2 separate regions of the Salmo salar genome follow, and region 2 is linked to region 1. A link is a contact called in public Hi-C data. All regions are on one chromosome and are shown on one strand. The core of a region is the stretch at or near the end of the contact, and the rest is flanking DNA. Distances in the headings are between cores, read along the strand shown. Region 1 holds the start of LOC106573930 (growth arrest and DNA damage-inducible protein GADD45 beta). Region 2 has its middle 42 kb from the start of LOC123727708.

Evidence for each region. A called contact is a pair of places that touch in the nucleus more often than the background predicts.
Region 2: a Hi-C map of muscle shows a contact between it and region 1, with 4 times the contacts expected there. The contact joins the enhancer-like site here to the promoter of LOC106573930 in region 1. A contact is called at or near these places in 2 of 3 Hi-C or Micro-C datasets (gill and muscle).

Annotation. Positions count from the first base shown.
Region 1 is chrssa16:44,118,733-44,125,308 of Ssal_v3.1, reverse strand. It overlaps LOC106573930 (growth arrest and DNA damage-inducible protein GADD45 beta), which reads right to left and starts at 3,134. Exons shown (of 4, transcript XM_014149394.2): 1 at 2,878-3,134; 2 at 2,579-2,680; 3 at 2,209-2,434; 4 at 1,156-2,024. The coding sequence starts at 2,918. The coding sequence ends at 1,911.
Region 2 is chrssa16:44,231,341-44,237,916 of Ssal_v3.1, reverse strand. No RefSeq gene overlaps it. Among protein-coding and RNA genes, the nearest start is that of LOC123727708, 42 kb to the right of the region's middle. Within about 2 kb of position 2,411, at least 3 of the 13 cell types and tissues checked have an H3K27ac peak or open chromatin away from gene starts, as enhancers often do. A contact at or near this core is called in muscle, where this site is marked.

The DNA.
Region 1 (6,576 bases), core at 1,885-4,384:
ACTGCCGTCTGATAATTTCTCGCTGTACTCTGAGGCACACGAATGGTTCAGGACAACTGCCAAGTCAAACAAGTGTCCCACGTCACTGGCCCTATAGGGAGTCACAGTCCCCTCCGGGGCAGGGTGTCACAACAGTACTGGTCACCACGTTAAGGATGTCACATCCAGGATGTGACGTAGTTACCAGTAAGCCAGGAGACGTGGCTGCACCCTCAACTACCTGTAAACCCACACGCAGATACACACTGTTGGTTTGCACAAGTGGATTTGAAAGAGGCTAACTTCAGCCAACAATATAAGGAAGGAGGATATGCCATGAGCTATGCCACAATCCTGGCTTTCATCAGTTAGTTCCTCCTTGAGGGCCTATTGTGAGAGAAAATCCGGTTGGAACTACAGTACTGCCTTGTCTCAACCCATTTGGTTAGTCCATATTTGTCTTTTTACACAACAAAAAACCCCCAACTGGAATTTGACCTAACTTTTTATATGAATTGCACAACTATGTTTCAGGTGAAGGGATCCATTCTTTACATATAGGCCGATTAGGGACTTAGACATCAGATGCTTTCAGCCATCTGTGCATGGCATTTGAGTGATGAATGCTTTCTGGATATCAAACTGTAGGCTACTGTGGACGCATCACAGCATCAGAAAGCTACTGTCTGGCCTGAAATAAACAGTAAATCTCAACAATGTGCATGAAAGTGTAAGATTGCATGTAATAATGGTGTTGTGAAGCAAACATTTTGGTGAGCAATAGCAAGACATTAGATAATATAATTAGTTAGTTATAACATTAGTTATAACATAGTTCATATACATTAGGATGGGTGTCAATTCAAACTCCATCCTTGTAGAAACAGTATATAGGTTACATATTATGTATTTATGGCCTAGATTAAATGGTATAACATCTAAGTACAGCATTTCAACTGTTTTAAGAAGTGTTGCTCTTTCCAGGTCTGAATTTCAGACAGGACACAGGTGAATATAAAATAATTTGTTGCCTAATCAAGCAGGTAGTGAAGGTAGTGAAGTCCAGAATGTACAATACTGTGCAGTAGTCCTAGGTTAGGGCCTACTGTACAGTATTACAGTATTGCACCCCCCCCCCCCCTTTCCCACAAGATAAAGCACTCAGAGAATTCAAACTTTCAGTTCAATAATTTATTCAAATAGGTTTAACATTAAATTCAGCAATGCAGTTAGTTCACTGTCATATATTACTCGGTTCAACTTAAATAATAACAATACATTAGTTTGATGTGTCAATGTCAAATACATTGTTACATTGTGGCAAAGTTTTGACCCTCTTAACTGACAGCCATCGGGCTATGAGTGTAGCCAGAATACCTGATCAATATATTTCACATAATAACAATCCATAGGCATTGTTGCTCTGAAGACACTTCTTCAAAGCTCATAACATCCAACCATAGAGCATTGAAGTCATTCACATTGCATTTCATCATAAATACCCCGACTTCCACGTCGGAAAGCATAGGGTTAAACCCAGTTTCAAGTCTGTATTCTCTGTTGCTTTGTCCCTCCTCTGCATAAACGAAACTGCAAATCAGTTCCCACGCTATGCAGCCGCCCACGGTTGCTCCAAAATGGCTGGGCAAACAGCAGTGAGTCTTCTCTACCGTTCGTTTTTACTCCCCACTCCAGCGGATACTTTTCCTTTCCGCAGAGGAAGAGAACTGGGGTCCGATGCGTTATGGATGCATGTGCATTGTCCCTTGGAACATGCGCATTCCCAGCTCCGTCACTGGGTAGCGGCAAGGGGTAGGCAGACACAGGCCTATCGATAATGCCCCTTGAATGCCTTTCTCATTCTTGAAGAATGACGACTTGTTTAGTTTCACGACTTGTTTATTTCACGCTTCTCAGTGAGGGTCGTTAGTTCAGCGCTCCTGCAGGGCCAGATAAGGCACCCACTGGTTCTTGCAGCGGCTCTCCTCGCAGTAGTTGCCCACGTCCTGCAACGCTTGGCATTTCAGAGATTGGCACTGGGTGTTCTGTAGACAAAACGTGGGAGATATCGTTAGGTATGTCTTGAATGAGAAAATCATGATGACATTAGGACATTTCGATTATTTTGATGTATTCAATATTAACAATGAGCACAAGATGAATAATTATGCACGAGGCCTATTGCGCGTTCAATGTAATCAAAATAAGAAGACAGCAGGCTGTACTTACAGTGACAAGGATGCAGTGCAGATCTTTGGGCTCGTTGCCGTTGCTGTCAGCGGTGCTTGGCTCGCCAAGAACCTGAGCGAGGCGCCTGATGCCCGAGACTCTCAGTATGTTGATGTCGTTGTCGCAGCAGAAGGCTTGGATGAGCGTGAAGTGAATCTGCAGTGCGATGTCATCCTCGTCTTCCTCATCAGTCGCCAGAACACACAAGACTACACTATCAGGATCACTGCAGAAAGAAAGAGAATAGCACATTAATTATATTTTCCATATAGCAAATATAAATAAATAGCGCATCATGGTTGCAGCTATGTTGCATTGACCCATATTACGAAATGGGCAATAATATGATAGAATTTATAATAACACTTACACATTCATCAGTTTTGCAGACTCGTAGACTCCCAAAGTCAGGCAGTCTTGTTGCTGCGCTGCCACCAGCAGCTCTTCTAGAGCTTGACTCACGGTCTCCATCCTTCAAGAAAAATGCATTCTGTTAGTTATGCACCACAATTGCGAATAGGCTACTTAAAACTGTTGAACTGAGCACTGTTCAGTGCTGAGGCTATATTTCACGTTCCACTGCCAAACCATCTAGCCGATTGTCAATGCACACACTATGCGTACAGCAAGCTGTGGGATATTCTGCGCAACAAATGTGCAAAAACTTACTTTTTCTCAGTGATATTGCATCCCAGTTCTTCCAGAGTCATATTGAAGTTCGTTAATTGTATAATCCACAAGGATAATCTCCAATGAGTATATTCCCGAATCGAGGTTTCCAGCGCGTCCGGCAAATCAGTAATCCAATACGGTATAGGTTCCCTTGCAATGTTTCAGTGTAAACTCGCTCGCTGTTGAATTGCAAAGTCCTTCTATTAGCTCTGACTGTGGCTCAGTTGTTTCTGATACAACAGTGCAAAACTCAAGGGTTATATCCACGCTCATGCTAGGCGTGGCGTTACTCAGTCACTACTTCCCTGATTGGTCCATTGGTGTACTAGAATCCCCACTCTTTTCAATAATTGGCTGTTTACGCCAACGTAATTCGGGAGCCACGTGGGCTCTTTCAGAGAATCCCCCACCTCCCTCGCTTAGTATCAGTTTGTTTACGAGTGCCATGGAATTTCCTTAGTTTTTCTATTGCTGCGTATTTCTTCATACTGGGGTTGTTTGAGCCTATCAGAATATAGTAGGCCTATATGCAAGGTCACTGTGAGCATCTCTATGAAAGTGTGATTTTATATACATTGTTCCATTACATTTTTTTATACAAAACTTTTTTTTATGGCAAAAATACAATTTTTGTAGACAGAGGAGCTTGCAGAGAGGGGTACATTGTCAACGTCCATGTTTGTTACCATAGCACCTGACCTCCCTCGTGAAAAATCAAATGCTACAATGTGTGGACGCATCTTGATTACACAATACATCAAATAAAATGGTACTTGTCGCGATCACATATTTTGCAGATGTTATTGCACGCGCAGCATAATGCTTATATCAAGATGCGTCCACATCCAGTTAAACCAATGTAAATGAAATTTTCTTGGGATATCTACTCCACTGCCATTTTTTTCTGAAAGACAAGTCATCTCTTCTAGAATGTGCCCGGATTTCTGTAGTGAACTCATAATATCTGGAACTTTCATCACCTGTACCAAGCTATCCTAGTTCCACCGTGGCTAATTTTATCACAGTCACAGGATCAGTGTTTACAAGCTGTTAGTGGATCTTATCCAATCAATCTATTACGAAATCTCACCTCACAGACAGAATAAAGGTAAACTAGGGCTACTCCATTCGTCTCAGTTATAATTTATTCCATCCATCCACATTGCATGAACGTTTACTGTAGACTACATGCCTATCGATGATGAAGGATTATTATATTGTTGCTATATGTGCATTGGTTTATAGCATATGCCAAAATGTAAAAATCTATGTATCCTATAATCTTGAATAGACTGTAATGATATATTTCTAGTTCCTATTCTATACAGTATGATGATGTTAAGAAATAATAGTGGTTTCTGACATTCTGAACGTTAACCATTAGTCGCCCCTCAGTGGACTCAGTGCTGCATCGCACAGAAACTGCAAGTGCTGCTCTGTGCTGCATCGCACCGAAACTGCAAGTTGGAACACGTGGGTCGTTCCACTAATTAGGTGCCTTTTGAGTAATGTAACTTGGTGAGAATTTTTTTTTTTTTTCACAGAAATGTTATATTCTGTCATAAAGAGCACATGTTGAGCTTGATAAATGACACGTTTTCCCATATCAAGAGGTTAAGTAAACAAATTACAGTAAGTGCCTATTAAGTGACAAATAAAGTAACCGGGTTGATTTAACAGAGTTGACAACTTCATCGTAAATCAGCCATAAATCTCCTTGTCACAGGGGGAATGGAATCTTGTTGTGTGCAACAAGGAGGGACAATTGAATGGAAACTTAAATTGTTATTGATTTATTGTTAAAACATTTCTAGCCTGTCTATCTATGGGTAACATGGTTGTGGTTTAACCCGCTAGGTTAAACCACAAACCCCAGAAAATGAATCACTAATGACATGAAATAAATTATAATCTTCAGAAATGGCTTTGTCAAAGCCAAAGAAAATTGAAAAAGTTGGGGTTAAGGGGGTTAAAATCTTCCTAGAAGTCACAGAGGATGCACAGAGGGACATATGAAAATGCTGAGTTTGGGCACTTTAGCAAGTCTTTATTCATATTAAAAATCATATTTATTGAATATTCCATGTGGTCTATATAAAAGGGCACATCATTTAATACAATATGCTTTTGAAATTCAGTATTTGTGCACAATTTCTACCTAAAATATCAAAGGGACATAAAAGGCACTCATTTTGTGGAACGAAAGTTGTCACACTTTGCAAATCTTATTGTTCCCCCTTATGCCCCTTGCTGAATTGTTTCATGAGACCCAAACCAAGCTCTCACGTTTTACTTTAAAAACCACAGTAGTGCAGATTATGCAGATATTCTGCAGATTAAACCCATATGGATAAATATGGATATTAGACAGTTAACTAATTTGTATAAATGTATCACTTTTGAATAAATAAAGACTACCCCATGTTATTGTTCAACTTCAAGGAATACATATTTTAAAAGTACTACTCAAAACTCACAATGAGAGTGCAATAACAGTGATCTATCAATGTTTCTATCAGAAACATTGAGGCTATAATAAAACTTTATTCTTCTTAGCGTGGAGCGCCACTTAGTCGTCAGCTGAATAGCTACACTCTCGAAGACTGATATTGAAAAGCAGCTTCCTCGAGCTGGAGTTTATATCAAGTGTGAAGATTGACTTGTTCCTTAGTGCAAGAACCCTACGGTTCTTCGAGGAACTTTGAGGATCTTAGAAGAACCCTTGTTGAACCCCCATTTTTTTGAGTGTACCACGATAAATTGAGACAAAAAAACGATGCAATTACCCCCTAATAAAAAGAGACCGGTCGGAATGGCTGCATAGGGATTCGAGCAAATATCAACTTTTCCCTTTCATCTGTTACTAGTGTTTCACACAGATGCCCTACGAGTCCCGGGCCCATAAATACTACTAATGATAAAGTAGCCGTAACAATAACCACTAGGCCTATTCGTCAAAAACATAATCAGCCGAAAAACGAATCAAGAGAATGATTAACTGTTACAAAGTGGTCAATACATGACATGTTGATCATGAGAAGATAATCTGTTTTAGGCTATCTATTATAATGATTAGAGGTAGTATCGATAGCCTACTGTAGCCTTTTGGGACTAGTGGGCTACAATTTGATTTAATTAAAACTGCGCAATTCACAGTTCAAGATTAGCCTTTCCAATCGCCTTCCAATCGCTTTCCAATTTACGATATAGGCCTATCAAACCTGAACTGCTGTTATTAAGTTGCGTTTGATCATTGTCACCGTTCTGCCCCTGAACAAGGCAGTTAACCCACTGTTCCTAGGCCGTCATTGAAAATAAGAATTTGTTGTTAACTGACTTGCCTAGTTAAATAAAGGTAAAATAAAAAATAAATAAATTGTCTATTTGATTATATTAATTTAGTGCGAAACGCTAGATTCCCAAATCGATACCAGGCACTGAACATTGTCCCCAAAATATTATTCCAAGAACACCATCGAGGAACCGTCTTAATTGGTGGGGGTTCTTGCAGGAACCTAACTGCCTAACTGAAACGTTTGGTTTTTTGAATTTGAAAGGACAGCAGGGTAGTTAAAAAATGTACCCCAAAAGGTTCTTCGAGGATCCAATAAAGGGGGTTCCTTGAATAATCATTTTAAATCGTTTTTCGAAGAATTTATAGGGGTTCTCCCACCGTTTCAATTTGAAGAACCCCTA
Region 2 (6,576 bases), core at 1,162-3,661, 110 kb before region 1:
TTATGGTCCTTTAATGCAATATAACGTATCTGCAATTTAAGTGTCTACTTCCTGCGTTATAGCCAATCATAAGCTGCACTGTAGGAAGTTATTATTATATTGTCACATTAAAGGCAGAATCCATAACTTAGACTTTCAATAAAATTGGTTTTCATTTTTGTTTTGGAGTACTGGGGTGGGTCATTGCAAGTGCAAAATCAATGAAGAAGAACTGGTGATCGATTGCCATCAACCCTAAAGAAGGACATAAAACATATGTATTGTGCCTTTAATGTGTTTGTGTCAATACTTCATTGCATTTCGCATTGCTAACAGTTTTCTACCAAGCTTGCATTGTCTAAAGATCTTGTTTGCATTGCTTGCTAGATTGTATCTGTTGGGTCACACCCTGTTAAATTGTTTGCAAAGTTTTTTGTTATTTGGTTGTTTTGTTTTACAGCCGATGTCTGTCGATGTTTTATTCAAAATTGAGAAAAACTACACTGAGTCTGTCTGTCTGTCTATTCAGCCAAAGCCCACATTCCATATAAGGTAATATTCTGTTATTTCACTGGAACATACTGTCCCTCCTGCTGTCTCCCAAGAATGAAATGTTCCAGCCCAATTTGCATTGTGTGACTCCCTCCCTCTCCCGCCCTCCCTCTCTCTCTCTCTCTCTCGTGCACGTGTACTTGCACACACATGCACTTCTCTCTCTCTCTCTCTCTCTCTCTCTCGTGCACGTGTACTTGCACACACATGCACTTCTCTCTCTCTCTCTCTCTCTCTCTCTCTCTCGTGCACGTATACTTGCACACACATGCACTTCTCTCTCTCTCTCTCTCTCTCTCTCTCTCTCTCTCTCTCTCTCTCTCTCTCTCTCTCTCTCTCTCACGTGCCCTTCCATGTGTGTGATGCTTCTGGAAAATGGTGAGAGCACTTTTGGGAGAGCTTTACTGGAAACCGAGATCGCGGGACAGGGTTGAAGAGGAGGGGGTGCAAAAAGGAAACTCAAGGACTTGCCAAACTCTCCTGGAATGTGAGGAATGGACAGAATCTCTTCTGCTGAATGCTTCCTTGCAGGACTTTCAGTCAACTAGCTACATGTGAATCACTGACTGTGCTGTCCAGGGGATTTTCCTCACAATCCTTTCTATATGTGTTCCTCATATCACATTGTTTTCCTGCAAAACACAGTACTATTTATGTATGTATGTGGCGGTCAGGGCCCAGGGGTCAAATAGAGTAGGAATTGAATAAAGTATACACTCATTATACACACACACATACCCAAAACACACACACACACACACACACACACACACACACACACACACACACACACACACACACACACACACACACACACAAAAGCACATTCCCACACACACACACACACACACACACACACACACACACAAAAGCACACAAAAGCACATTCCCACACACACACACACACACACACACACACACACACACACACACACACACAAAAGCACATACCTACACACACACACAAAAGCACATGCACACACACACATCCTTGCATGAATGACACACTTCCGGCACTCCCGAGTGGCGCTGCGGTCTAAGGCACTGCATCTTAGTGCTAGAGGCATCATTACAGACCCTGGTTTGATTCCAGGCTGTATCACAACCGGCTGTGATTGATAGTCCCATAGGGCGGTGCACAATTGGCCCAGCGTCATCCACGTTAGGGTTTGGCCTGGGTAGGCCGTCATTGTAAATACTAATTTGTTCTTAACTGACTTGCCTAGTTTAATAAAGGATCAATTAAAAAAACTCTCTACTTGAGTCCACCTCCAATTAGCAGCAGACTTTTCATCACTCTCTTTTCCTATTATTCATAGGCAGAGTGTCTCTCAGCCATTGTGAGACATTGTGTTGTACTTCATGCTCTGTTGTTGTGTCTCTCAGTGTGAAGTCTGACAGACAATTGAATGTTTGGCTTTGAGGAAACACGATGATTCATTTTTCCCCATAAACATTACACAGGTGTTATTCTGTCTGGTTCCTTCATGATGTCCCTCACCCTATAGCTCTGCAGAAAATACTGTCTGAGTGGTCAATAGGTTTGCCAAAGCATGGGAACACTCCACTGACACTAATGGAACCTTACTGTACTCATAACAGGTCATGGCTATTCACATAACACTGTCACGGAGCATGAACCTCTAAAGTGCTTCACAAATGTTCAAGTGTTCGTGATTCAAGTGTCATAATGGATTGATATCATATTTCACTTTGAGTGAAGAATGATGACATCTTGGTACAGTCTGCACTGTCTGAATTACCTGCAGAATGCAGAAAGATATTAGAGTGCTAGCGGGCAGCTCGTGTTGCTATATTTAGTGTGTGTGTGTGTCTGTGTGTGTGTATGTGTGTGTGTGTTTGTGTGTGAAGCTTTATTGCACATGAACTCAGTCAACCAGGCTCTGCGGCCATGAGTCCTTGGTGTAGTGCAGTATATCTCTCTGTGGAAGCGAAGAAAGTGTTCTAGTAATACCAGCCAGCCAGGAGCTTCCCTGTTATGGACCTGACTGTAGAGGCTTACTGTGGCCACATCGCAGGCAGGCCATTGATTTAAAACAAGTAAAATTACCTGACTGATGGGTTTCCCAAAACCTAAAGCCCTTCACTAGTTTTACATATTAAGCAGTTTAAGTTTATTATTTCTCTCCACAATCCAACTGCATGACTGGGGCAGCAGGTAGCCTAGTGGTTAGAGCGTTGGACTAGTAACTGAAAGGTTGCAAAATCTAATCCCCGAGCTGACAAGGTAAAAATCTATCATTCTGCCCTTGAACAAGGCAGTTAACCCACTGTTCCTAGGCTGTCATTGAAAATAAGAATTTGTTCTTAACTGACTTGCCTAGTTAAATAAAGGTAAAAATAAAACAAATGACTGTGAGAGAGTAACAATAATGACATAGATGTTTGATGGTCAATCTCCAATGCATTAATGAATGGAACTGTAAAATGAAGCACTTTGCTTTGAGACAATGCAGTAATTGTGTATTGAATGTCCATGTATATAGTTGTGGAAGATTAGACTACTGCATTGGAATTTCTGTTGTTATTTGTGCACTGAATGCCATTGCAATCACCCACACTCCTTTGGGGAATGACTTCACTCAAGTCAGGAATTGTTTTGTCTTATCTATGGCTTGAGGTGTATGTAACTCTTTGTACATGATGTACCCAACAAAACACACAGAGACTAGAGATTGCAAAAGTTCAAACTTGAAATACCTCAAACAAAAGAACAGTACCTCAAATAACCCCAAAGGGTTCTAATACATACTAGCTGTTCTAATAAATACTAGCTGTTCTAGTACATACTATCTGTTCTAGTACACACTATCTGTTCTAGTACATACTAACTGTTCTAGTACATACCAGCTGTTCTAGTACATACCAGCTGTTCTGGTACATACTAGCTGTTCTAGTACATACCAGCTGTTCAGGTACATACTATCTGTTCTATTACATACCAGCTGTTCAGGTACATACTGTCTGTTCTAGTACATACCAGCTGTTCAGGTACATACTGGCTGTTCTAGTACATACCAGTTGTTCAGGTACATACTATCTGTTCTATTACATAACAGCTGTTCAGGTACATACTGGCTGTTGTAGTACATACCAGCTGTTCAGGTACTTACTTGCTGTTCTAGTACATACCAGCTGTTCAGGTACATACTGGCTGTTCTAGTACATACCAGCTGTTCAAGTACATACTAGCTGTTCTAGTACATACCAGATGTTCTAGTACATACTAGCTGTTCTAGTACACACCATCTGTTTTAGTACATACTAGCTGTTCTAGTACATACTATCTGTTCTAGTACATACCAGCTGTTCAGGTACATACTGGCTGTTCTAGTACATACCAGCTGTTCAGGTACATACTATCTGTTCAAATTACATACCAGCTGTTCAGGTACATACTGTCTGTTCTAGTACATACCAGCTGTTCAGGTACATACTGGCTGTTCTAGTACATACCAGCTGTTCAGGTACATACTATCTGTTCTATTACATACCAGCTGTTCAGGTACATACTGGCTGTTCTAGTACATACCAGTTGTTCAGGTACATACTGGCTGTCCTAGTACATACCAGCTGTTCTAGTACATACTAGCTGTTCTAGTACATACCAGCTGTTCTAGTACATACTAGCTGTTCTAGTACATACTATCTGTTTTAGTACATACTAGCTGTTCTAGTACATACTATCTGTTCTAGTACATACCAGCTGTTCAGGTACATACTGGCTGTTCGAGTACATACCAGCTGTTCAGGTACATACTGGCTGTTCTAGTACATACCAGCTGTTCAGGTACATACTAGCTGTTCTAGTACATACCAGCTGTGCAGGTACATACTGGCTGTTCTAGTACATACCAGCTGTTCAGGTACATACTGGCTGATCTAGTACATACCAGCTGTTTAGGTACATACTGGCTGTTCTAGTACATAGCAGCTGTTCAGGTACATACTGGCTGTTCTAGTACATACCAGCTGTTCAGGTACATACTAGCTGTTCTAGTACATACCAGCTGTTCAGGTACATACTGGCTGTTCTAGTACATACCAGCTGTTCAGGTACATACTGGCTGTTCTAGTACATACCAGCTGTTCAGGTACATACTAGCTGTTCTAGTACATACCAGCTGTTCAGGTACATACTGGCTGTTCTAGTACATACCAGCTGTTCAGGTACATACTGGCTGTTCTAGTACATACCAGCTATTCAGGTACATACCAGCTGTTCAGGTACAGACTATCTGTTCTATTACATACCAGCTGTTCAGGTACATACTGGCTGTTCTAGTACATACCAGCTGTTCAGGTACATACTATCTGTTCTATTACATACCAGCTGTTCAGGTACATACTCTCTGTTCTAGTACATACCAGCTGTTCAGGTACATACTATCTGTTCTATTACATACCAGCTGTTCAGGTACATACTGGCTGTTCTAGTACATACCAGCTGTTCAGGTACATACATGCTGTTCTAGTACATACCAGCTGTTCTAGTACATACTAGCTGTTCTAGTACATACCAGCTGTTCTAGTACATACTAGCTGTTCTAGTACATACTTTCTGTTCTAGTACATACTAGCTGTTCTAGTACATACTATCTGTTCTAGTATATACTATCTGATTTAGTACATACTAGTTGTTCTAGTACATACTAGCTGTTCTAGTACATACTATCTGTTTTAGTACATACTAGCTGTTCTAGTACATACTATCTGTTCTAGTGCATACTAGCTGTTCTTGTACATACTGGCTGTTCGAGTACATACCAGCTGTTCAGGTACATACTGGCTGTTCTAGTACATACCAGCTGTGCAGGTACATACTGGCTGTTCTAGTACATACCAGCTGTGCAGGTACATACTGGCTCTTCTAGTACATACCAGCTGTTCAGGTACATACTAGCTGTTCTAGTACATACCAGCTGTTCAGGTACATACTGGCTATTCTAGAAAATACCAGCTGTTCAGGTACATACTGGCTGTTCAGGTACATACCAGCTGTTCGGGTACATACTGGCTGTTCTAGTACATACCAGCTGTTCAGGTACATACTGGCTGATCTAGTACATACCAGCTGTTTAGGTACATACTGGCTGTTCTAGTACATAGCAGCTGTTCAGGTACATACTGGCTGTTCTAGTACATACCAGCTGTTCAGGTACATACTGGCTGTTCTAGTACATACCAGCTGTTCAGGTACATACTGGCTGTTCTAGTACATACCAGCTGTTCAGGTACATACTGGCTGTTCTAGTATATACCAGCTGTCCAGGTACATACTAGCTGTTCTAGTACATACCAGCTGTTCAGGTACATACTGGCTGTTCTAGTACATACCAGCTGTTCAGGTACATACTGGCTGTTCTAGTACATACCAGCTGTTCAGGTACATACTGGCTGATCTAGTACATACCAGCTGTTCAGGTACAATACTGGCTGTTCTAGTACATACCAGCTGTTCAGATACACACTGGCTGTTCTAGTACATACCAGCTGTTCAGGTACATACTGGCTGTTCTAGTACATACCAGCTGTTCAGATACACACTGGCTGTTCTATTACATACCAGCTGTTCAGGTACATACTATCTGTTCTATTACATACCAGCTGTTCAGGTACATACTGGCTGTTCTAGTACATGCCAGATGTTCAGGTACATACTATCTGTTCTATTACATACCAGCTGTTCAGGTACATACTGGATGTTCTAGTACATACCAGCTGATCAGGTACATACTTGCTGTTCTAGTACATACCAGCTGTTCAGGTACATACTGGCTGTTCTAGTACATACCAGCTGTCAGGTACATACTGGCTGTTCTAGTACATACCAGCTGTTCAGGTACATACTAGCTGTTCTAGTACATACCAGCTGTTCAGGTACATACTGGCTGTTCTAGTACATACCAGCTGTTCAGGTACATACTGGTTTTCTACTACATACCAGCTGTTCAGGTACATACATGCTATTCTAGTACATACCAGCTGTTCAGGTACATACTATCTGTTCTATTACATACCAGC